2 separate regions of the Sus scrofa genome follow, and region 1 is linked to region 2. A link is a contact called in public Hi-C data. All regions are on one chromosome and are shown on one strand. Each heading gives the region's core, a stretch centred on a gene start, on an enhancer-like site or on the middle of the called end of the contact. The rest is flanking DNA. Distances are from core to core; before and after follow the strand shown. Region 1 has its middle 12 kb from the start of MSL1. Region 2 has its middle 23 kb from the start of RAPGEFL1.

The links. A called contact is a pair of places that touch in the nucleus more often than the background predicts.
Region 1: a contact with region 2 is called in a Hi-C map of skeletal muscle, with 4 times the contacts expected there. The contact joins two enhancer-like sites. A contact is called at or near these places in 2 of 5 promoter capture datasets (fetal liver and liver), 23 of 47 Hi-C or Micro-C datasets (adipose tissue, alveolar macrophages, blood and 14 more) and 2 of 2 datasets of contacts at active chromatin or transcription factors (alveolar macrophages and skeletal muscle).

Annotation. Positions count from the first base shown.
Region 1 is chr12:22,248,065-22,251,908 of Sscrofa11.1, reverse strand. No RefSeq gene overlaps it. Among named protein-coding and RNA genes, the nearest start is that of MSL1, 12 kb to the right of the region's middle. Within about 2 kb of position 2,503, at least 63 of the 83 cell types and tissues checked have an H3K27ac peak or open chromatin away from gene starts, as enhancers often do. A contact at or near this core is called in skeletal muscle, where this site is marked.
Region 2 is chr12:22,170,893-22,174,602 of Sscrofa11.1, reverse strand. No RefSeq gene overlaps it. Among named protein-coding and RNA genes, the nearest start is that of RAPGEFL1, 23 kb to the left of the region's middle. Within about 2 kb of position 1,757, at least 6 of the 83 cell types and tissues checked have an H3K27ac peak or open chromatin away from gene starts, as enhancers often do. A contact at or near this core is called in skeletal muscle, where this site is marked.

The sequences.
Region 1 (3,844 bases), core at 1,254-3,753, 77 kb before region 2:
GCAATCTGAGTTTCAACCAGTCCTGCAGGTGATTTTGATATATGCTGAGCTGGGAGAAGCATTGCTCTGAGTCTCTGTTCCGTAGCAATCAGTCCTGTAGGAGAATCTAGCCCAGGATCTAGGGAAGGTCTGCCTTCCCCCTTTGGGCTTCTTCATCTCAGCATTTAGCTAGACAGCATAACTGGATTGGATTCAGTTTGAGTAAAAAGCACTTATTGAATGCCTACTGTGTGAAAGGATTCTGAAAATTAGAGCAAATGAGTAGTGAAAGGATATGAAAGGATAAATAGTAGAGACCTGAAGCGGGGAGGTAAGGTTTTGGGGGAAGAATGAGGGAAAGAGAAAGCTAAGACTGTGATTATTTCTCCTTTCTCCATCTTACCTCCTTTTCTTCCTGTCCTGAGACTCCTATAAAACCAGTGATTATGGCTTAATTTTGTTTTGAGTCTGAAGGTAGAAATTGGTCCCTTGTTTGTTTTTGCTGGCCATGGAGACCCCAGGCCAGTTACAGCCATGGCCCTTGACTCCCCATGCAAAACTATGAGCACCAGAACAAAAAAACAAAAACCCAAACCATGAGCACCACACACACACACACACACACACACACACTCTCTCTCTCTCTCTCTCTCTCTCTCTCTCTCTCTCTCTCTCTCTCTCCTTGGGATCCCAGAGCAGGGAGAGGAGGGAGAGCCAAGAAAAGAAAGGAGGTCCCAGAGGGTTGGAAGGACCCCCAGGGGCAAAATGAGTTTAACAGAAAACCAGCAGGAAGAGCCTTTCAATGGGGGAGGGTGGGGACACCCCTGGCCTATTCTAGCTTCCTGAGACCCAGAAACTGTGACCAGAGGAAGCAGAGGGTCTCTAAAGCAAATCACAAAGGCTCCTGAGAATGAAATCTGAGCCTTGAATGCAAAGCGCCTGGAGAATGGGGGATGGACACCAGATCAGAAAGGTTTCCTTCTATAGGCAGACAGAGCCAGGGTGGGGCATGGGAGCCAAAGCCAGGGATGGGCCCAGGCTCAGCCCCTCTGCTCTCCCTTCCCTCCTCCATCCCATGCAGCCTCTCTGGGGACCAGAGCCCCCATTACTGTCTTAAATGTGACCGTTGACTCCTGGCCTCTCCATGCTTCATTTTTTGAGTAATGTGCTTTCCTCTGATTCTCATAGAGCCTTTTTCTCTCACTTCTCTGCACGGTTTCCTCTCTGTGCCTAAAAGGCTCTGAGCTCAAGGAGCAGACAGCCCTGCAGGCCCAGCTGCAGTGACCTACATTGGCTCTCCCCTAGGCCCTGGGTGTGGGGGCTGAGGTTTCAAGATAGGAACTTGGGAATCTGGCACAGGTTAGGGATGACAGGCTGCAAAAGCAGCACAGAGGGACCTCAAGGCAGGGGGCGCCACAGGACTGAGTTCTCACTTTGTCATTTGTGGACAATATAAGACTTTCAGCCTCCAAGTGCAAAAGCATTTCTGAGCAGTGACCCCCACCCCCACCCCCCAGAAAGGAGCCAGAGGTCTCTGACAGGCCTGGTCTCTATTCATTAGATTTGGGAGTGGTTTCTGCCTGCTCCCCATTCTCACTGAACCCACCCCAGTCGGCTACAGCTGGCTGGAAAGATTTCCTTGGCCTTGATGTAGACCAGTGAGTTCAAATTTCAGCTGATTTATTTCAGGAACATGGAAGCTGAGTAGAGGCGGTCAGATATGCAAAAATTCAGTCCCAAGCTTTACTATATAGAGACTAGTTCCTTAGACCCAAGGACTCTGGGAAGGATCCAGAAGGAGCCCCAAGGCTGAACGACCATTTACGAAATCCTCACCTCAGGACCCTGATAGCTGAACCTCTCCTTCCAGCTCTAGGCCTTCTGGGACAGGGAAGGCAGGTTCCGAAATAGGGTTTTTTCCCCTTTTCCCACCATAAACCAGTGTTTAGGATGCCCACCGCATCCAGATTGTGGATGTTTTGCCCTGGCAAGGAAATCCTCTTGCGGGGGCGTGGGGGTGGAATTAGGTGGTGGTGACAGAGAATGATAGATGAGCCTTTTGCTTAGCAGAGAGGGAGAGAAAGAGAGGGAGAGCGCGAGCAGGCTCTGCAGGATTGGGTGGCTCTCCTGTCCAAAGGGCTTCCCCTTGGCCAAGCCCCACCCCAAAGCCCAGGAAGTCCAGAGCTTGGCACGTCGCCAGGGTGAGAGCATTCCGCAGGACTCTGACGGGCTGTGGGGGAGGGTGGCGGTGTTCCGACCACGAGGATGGGGGAGGGGGAGGAAGCGCGCAGGGGAGGAAATGACCACGGAGAAGAGGGTGAGGGTAAGAGGCGGGGACCTAGTTCCCAGTCCCACGAGCCCCTTTCAGAGAGAAGGGCTGAGGCTGGACGTCTTTCCAACGGCCATGCGAAGGGGCTGCAGCTTCGGAGCCAATGACCCTTAGGTCACCTCTCTGCTCAGGGTCACAACTGACATCCCAAACTGTCCTCGGGAGAGTCTCTCCCCCCTCCGGAACCCTGGGACTGCGGTTGAGCTCGGGAGCCCCCGCGTGGCGAAAATCTGGAACTGCGGCTGGGCTGGGGGCGGAGCCCTTCGGCTCCGCCTCGGTCTCTCCCCCAGCGCCCCGCCCTTTTCCCCCACTAGGCCCAGGACTCTGGAAATAGCACCTGGTAATGGGAGTGCTGACAGATGCTGAGTTATAGGGGAGCAAGTGTCCCTGGCCCTTAACGTTCTAGCTTGAGGACTTTGGAGCTGTTTCTCCTGAAACTAGGTGCCCCAGGACTCCTCCCATTCCCTTCCACACAGGGCTCTTCAACATGCCCCTGGGTAGTGTGCTTCTTGGCTACAATGACGTCCCCTTCCTGTGCCCCAAGATTTGCAGCTCGGGGGTTATCTACTATTCACAACCCGCTATGACTTTGGAGGGAGAAATGGCCCCTGAATACTCTGATTTGATTTGATTTTTTATTTATTATAATTATTTTCTTACTTTTTAGGGCGGCACCCAGGCTTATGGAAGTTCCCAGGCTAGGGGTCCAACTGGAGCTGCAGCTGCAGGCCTACGCCACAACCACAGCAATGTGGGATCCAAGCCACGTCTGCGACCTACACCACAGCTCACAGCTCACGGGATCCCCGACCCACTTATCGAGACCAGGGATCAAACCCGCATCCTCGTGGATACTAGTCCATGATTTGTTTCTGATGCGCCACAAGGGGAACCCGCCTCCCAATACTCTGATCTTAAATTTACCCTTCGCCACTCTTCCTCCTCTGAGCACCGCCTCACTTACAACTCCTAGTCTGCCTCCAACCACATACTTTCCATCAGCCCAATTCCCTACCCCATCTCTGAACCTCACATCTCATGTGAGGAAAAGAAGTGGAGAGGAAAATAGACAAAGCCTAGGTCAGAATTTTTCCCAAGGAAATGGTTTCCTCTGTTTAGCTTCACTTGACCTATTTTCTAGCTTTTTTAGCCCAGCTCTGTGCATCAAGCCTTTTCACTGGACTAATTTTTGGTGTCCTGCCCTCTCCACCTTCCCCCAACATGATTTCTGAGAGGCTCTTCCCATCCAGGACAAAAGTTCTTAATTCTGAGAGAGGAGGATTCTCCATTTTGGAAATATCTCCCAGCTTGAGGAATCTGAGCCCATAGAGGAAGAACCAGCATCTCTGGGGAAGGAGCGGTGATGGAAGTGGCAAGAAGCGGAACACTCACTGTAGGAGAGAGGTCACGCTCCCTTATCCAGGCCACATTTAAAGAACTGGTATCGGGGATCTCAGAGAGGTCTGCCAACAGCATGAAGAACTCTAGGGGGAGTTCCCCTTGTGGCACAGTGGGTTGGGAATCGAACTGTAGCAA
Region 2 (3,710 bases), core at 508-3,007:
CAGTACATATGTATACATCTAAAAACAATATAGCAGGGAGTTCCCATCGTGGCTCAGAGGTTAACGAACCCGACTAGTATCCATGAGGACATGGGTTCGATTCCTGGCCTCAGTTTAACTAATTCCATATGCAAAGACCTTATTTCCAAATTAAGTCAAATTCTGAGGTTCTGGGTAAACGTGAATTGGGGGGGCATTATTCATCAATCTACTGCAAGCTCCTTTGCCCATTTAAAAATTGGATTATTTGGGAGTTCCCGTGGTGGCACAGTGGTTAGCGAATCCGACTAGGAACCATGAGGTTTCGAGTTCGATCCCTGGCCTTGCTCAGTGGGTTAAGGATCTGGCGTTGCCTTGAGCTGTAGTGTAGGTCACAGACACTGCTCAGATCTGGTGTGGCTGTGGCTGTGGCGTAGGCCAGTGGCTACAGCTCCGATTCGACCCCTAGCCTGGAAACCTCCATATGCTGCGGGAGCGGCCCAAGAAATGGCAAAAAAGACAAAAATAAATAAATAAATAAATAAAAATTGGATTATTTGGAGTTCCCATTGTGGAGCAGCAGAACCAAATCCAACTAGTACCCCTGAGGATGCGGGTTCAATCCCTGGCCTTGCTCAGTGGGTCAAGGATCCGACATTGCTGGGAGCTATGTTGTAGGTCGCAGATGTCGCTCAGATCCTGCGTTGCTGTGGCCGTGGCATAGGTTGGCAGCCATAGCTCCAATTCAACCCCTAGCCTGGGAACTTCCATATGTTTCAGGTGTGGCCTTAATAGCAAAAAAATTAATAAAAATTAAAATTAAAATAAAAAAAAATTAAATTGGGTTTTCTTTTTATTAGTTTCTTTTTTTGACCCTGCCCACAGCATTGCAGAAGTTCTGGGCCCAGGGATCAGACCTGTGACAATGCCAGATCCTTAACTCACTGAGCCACCAGAGAACTCCTTATTAGTGAGCTTTAAGAGTTTTTAGGGAGTTCTCGTCGTGGCTCAGAGATAACGAACCCAACTGATATCCATGAGGATGCAGGTTTGAGCCCTGGCCTCATGAAGTGGGTTAAGGATCCACTGTTTCCATGATCTGTGCTGTAGGTTGCAGACATGGCTTGCATGTGGTGTTGCTGTGGCTGTGGTGCACGCTGGTGGTTACAGCTCCGATTTGACTCCTAGCTCGGAAAAGTTCCATATGCCTTGGATGCGGCCCTGAAAAAAAAAAAAAGAGTTTTTCGGAATTCCTGTCGTGGCTCAGTAGTTAACGGATCCGACTAGGAACCATGAGGTTGCGGGTTCGATCCCTGGCCTCGCTCAGTGGGTTAAGGATCCGGCGTTGCCGTGGGCTGTGGTGTGGGTTACAGGTGCAGCTCAGATCCCGAGTTGCTGTGGCTCTGGCGTAGGCCAGCGGCTACAGCTCTGATTCGACCCCTAGCCTGGGAACCTCCATATGCCGTGGGAGCGGCCTCAGAAAAGGCAAAAGACCGAAAAAAAAAAAAAAGAGTTTTAATATTCACATTTTTAAAACTTTATTTAAATACTGTCCTACTGTATATAAAGTTTAGCAACTTTCCTCCTGGAGGTTAGGCTTGCACCATTCTTCTAGGTCAACAGGTGTAACTCTAGTTTGTTTGGTTTTGTCGCATTGTTTCCTTTTCATCCTTCCACCCAGTGCATCTGGATTCTGCTCTCATTACTCACTGGAGCTGTTCTTGCCAAGGTCACTGATTCCCAGGTTACCAAATCCAAGAGACACTTATCTCACAGTTGGCCTCTCTGGCATTTGCTATTTCTGACCATTCTCCCTTTCTGAACACGCAGGGCTACTTCGGTTGCCCTCAGGATTCCCCTCTGTCCTCTCTTTCTCAGTCTCCCTTGCTGGCCTTCTCCTTCAGCTCGGTCCTTGCCGGTGGGGTTCTTTGGCTCTGTCCTAAGCCTTCTTCTTGTCCCTCTGTACACATGGGCTTCTATTTCATCAATATATTTGTTTGGGGATCTATTGCTGTGTAACAAATGATCCGAAACTTAGTGGCTTTATTTATTTATTTATTTATGTCTTTTTAGGGCCGCACCCACGGCACATGGAGGTTCCCAGGCGAGGGGTTGAATCAGAGCTGTAGCTGCGGGCCTATGCCAGAGGCGCCAGCAACACAGGATCTGAGCCGCACCTGCGACCTACACCACAGCTCACAGCAACTGCCAGATCCTGAACCCACTGAGCGAGGCCAGGGATCAAACCTGCAACCTCATGGTTCCTAGTCAGATTTGTTTCCACCGTGCCACAGCGGGAACGCCAAAACTTAGCGGCTTTAAGCAGCAACACTTTTATAACTTCTTACCATCCTCCAGGCTCATGGAGCTTTAGCTGGACGGTTCTGCTGTCTCCCTTGGGGTGTCTCAGGTGGCTGCAGTCAGAAGGTGACTGGAGCTGGGTGTCCCAGATGATTGGCTTACTCATCTCAAACCTGTTGGAAGAGCTAGAAGCCTGGGGTGGCTGGATCTCTCTCTCTCCGCGTGTCAAACCTCTCCCCCAGGGGGTCTCTACAACGGACTATCTGATTTCTCACATGGGAGCTTGGGGGGGGGGTCCCAAAAGCACAAGGTCTTCTGAAGGCTTAGTTCTAGACCTGGTACAGCTGCATTAAAGGGAGTCACAAGCTGGCCCAGATTCAATGAATTCCAGGAGGCCCGGGTCATTAGGGGCTGTCTTTGGAGACTAGCTACCATGGTTTGTGAGTCACAAATTGCTAGGATTGCTCTTCTAAGTTCTAGACCCTAATATCCAGTGGCCTAATGAACCCTTCTTCCCGCCCTCACCCACCAGGCGCCTCCTCGTCCTCCTTGACCCTCTCTAACTCGGGGTTGGCATCATTTGCACCCAAGAGTTTAAGCCAGTAACTTGGAAATTGTCTATGGCTCCTATCTTCAGCCCTCACATTCTACCTAAATATCTCTAGAAAAAACGCAGCATCTCTGCCTCTGATACCTCATAGCGATCACGGCTAAGGTCAGTGAGTGCTTTCCATGTGTGTACGTGGTTCAGGAGCATTCCATTTAGTCTTTACTTTACAGATGGAGAGTCTGAGGCTGGTAGAGGCTGAGTAGTTTGCCCATGGGCTCACCCTATTCAGGAGTGGGGAGAACTAAGACTTGAGGTCTTGGGCTCTGCACACAGGCAGCCCTGCCTCCAGAGTCTCTGAGCCCAGCCAGTGCCCAGCTGCCCCTTAGGGTAGGCATCCATCATCTCTCACTTAGATGTCCACAGCAGCCTCCCGAGGAGGCTTTAAGCTGGCCCCCCTCTAATGCATCCTCCATGGTACAGACAGAGAGATCTTTCTAGAAGGCAAAGTGGGTCATGGCACTTCTTAGTTTAAACCTGCTAATGGTTTGCCTCTTGTCCTTGAGATAAAATCTAACTTTTCACAATGGATAATTGTCTTTCACAGATTGGTCCATGGCAACAGGACAGTATAGAACGGGTTAATGGTTTTCCATGTGGGCATTTTAGAAATTTGTGGAGGTTTTTTTGTTCATCACGATAAGGATGTGCTACCGGCATTTGATGGCAGGGGTAAAGTGTGCTAGATTGTGGCAATGCAAGGGACCATTCCACACAACCAAGAATTATCCACATGACTTTCAATGTCCTACTGAACATTCTATGTGACAAATCTATTATCATCTGAGGCTAGAATCTATTTCAATTAACCTACACCTCCTAG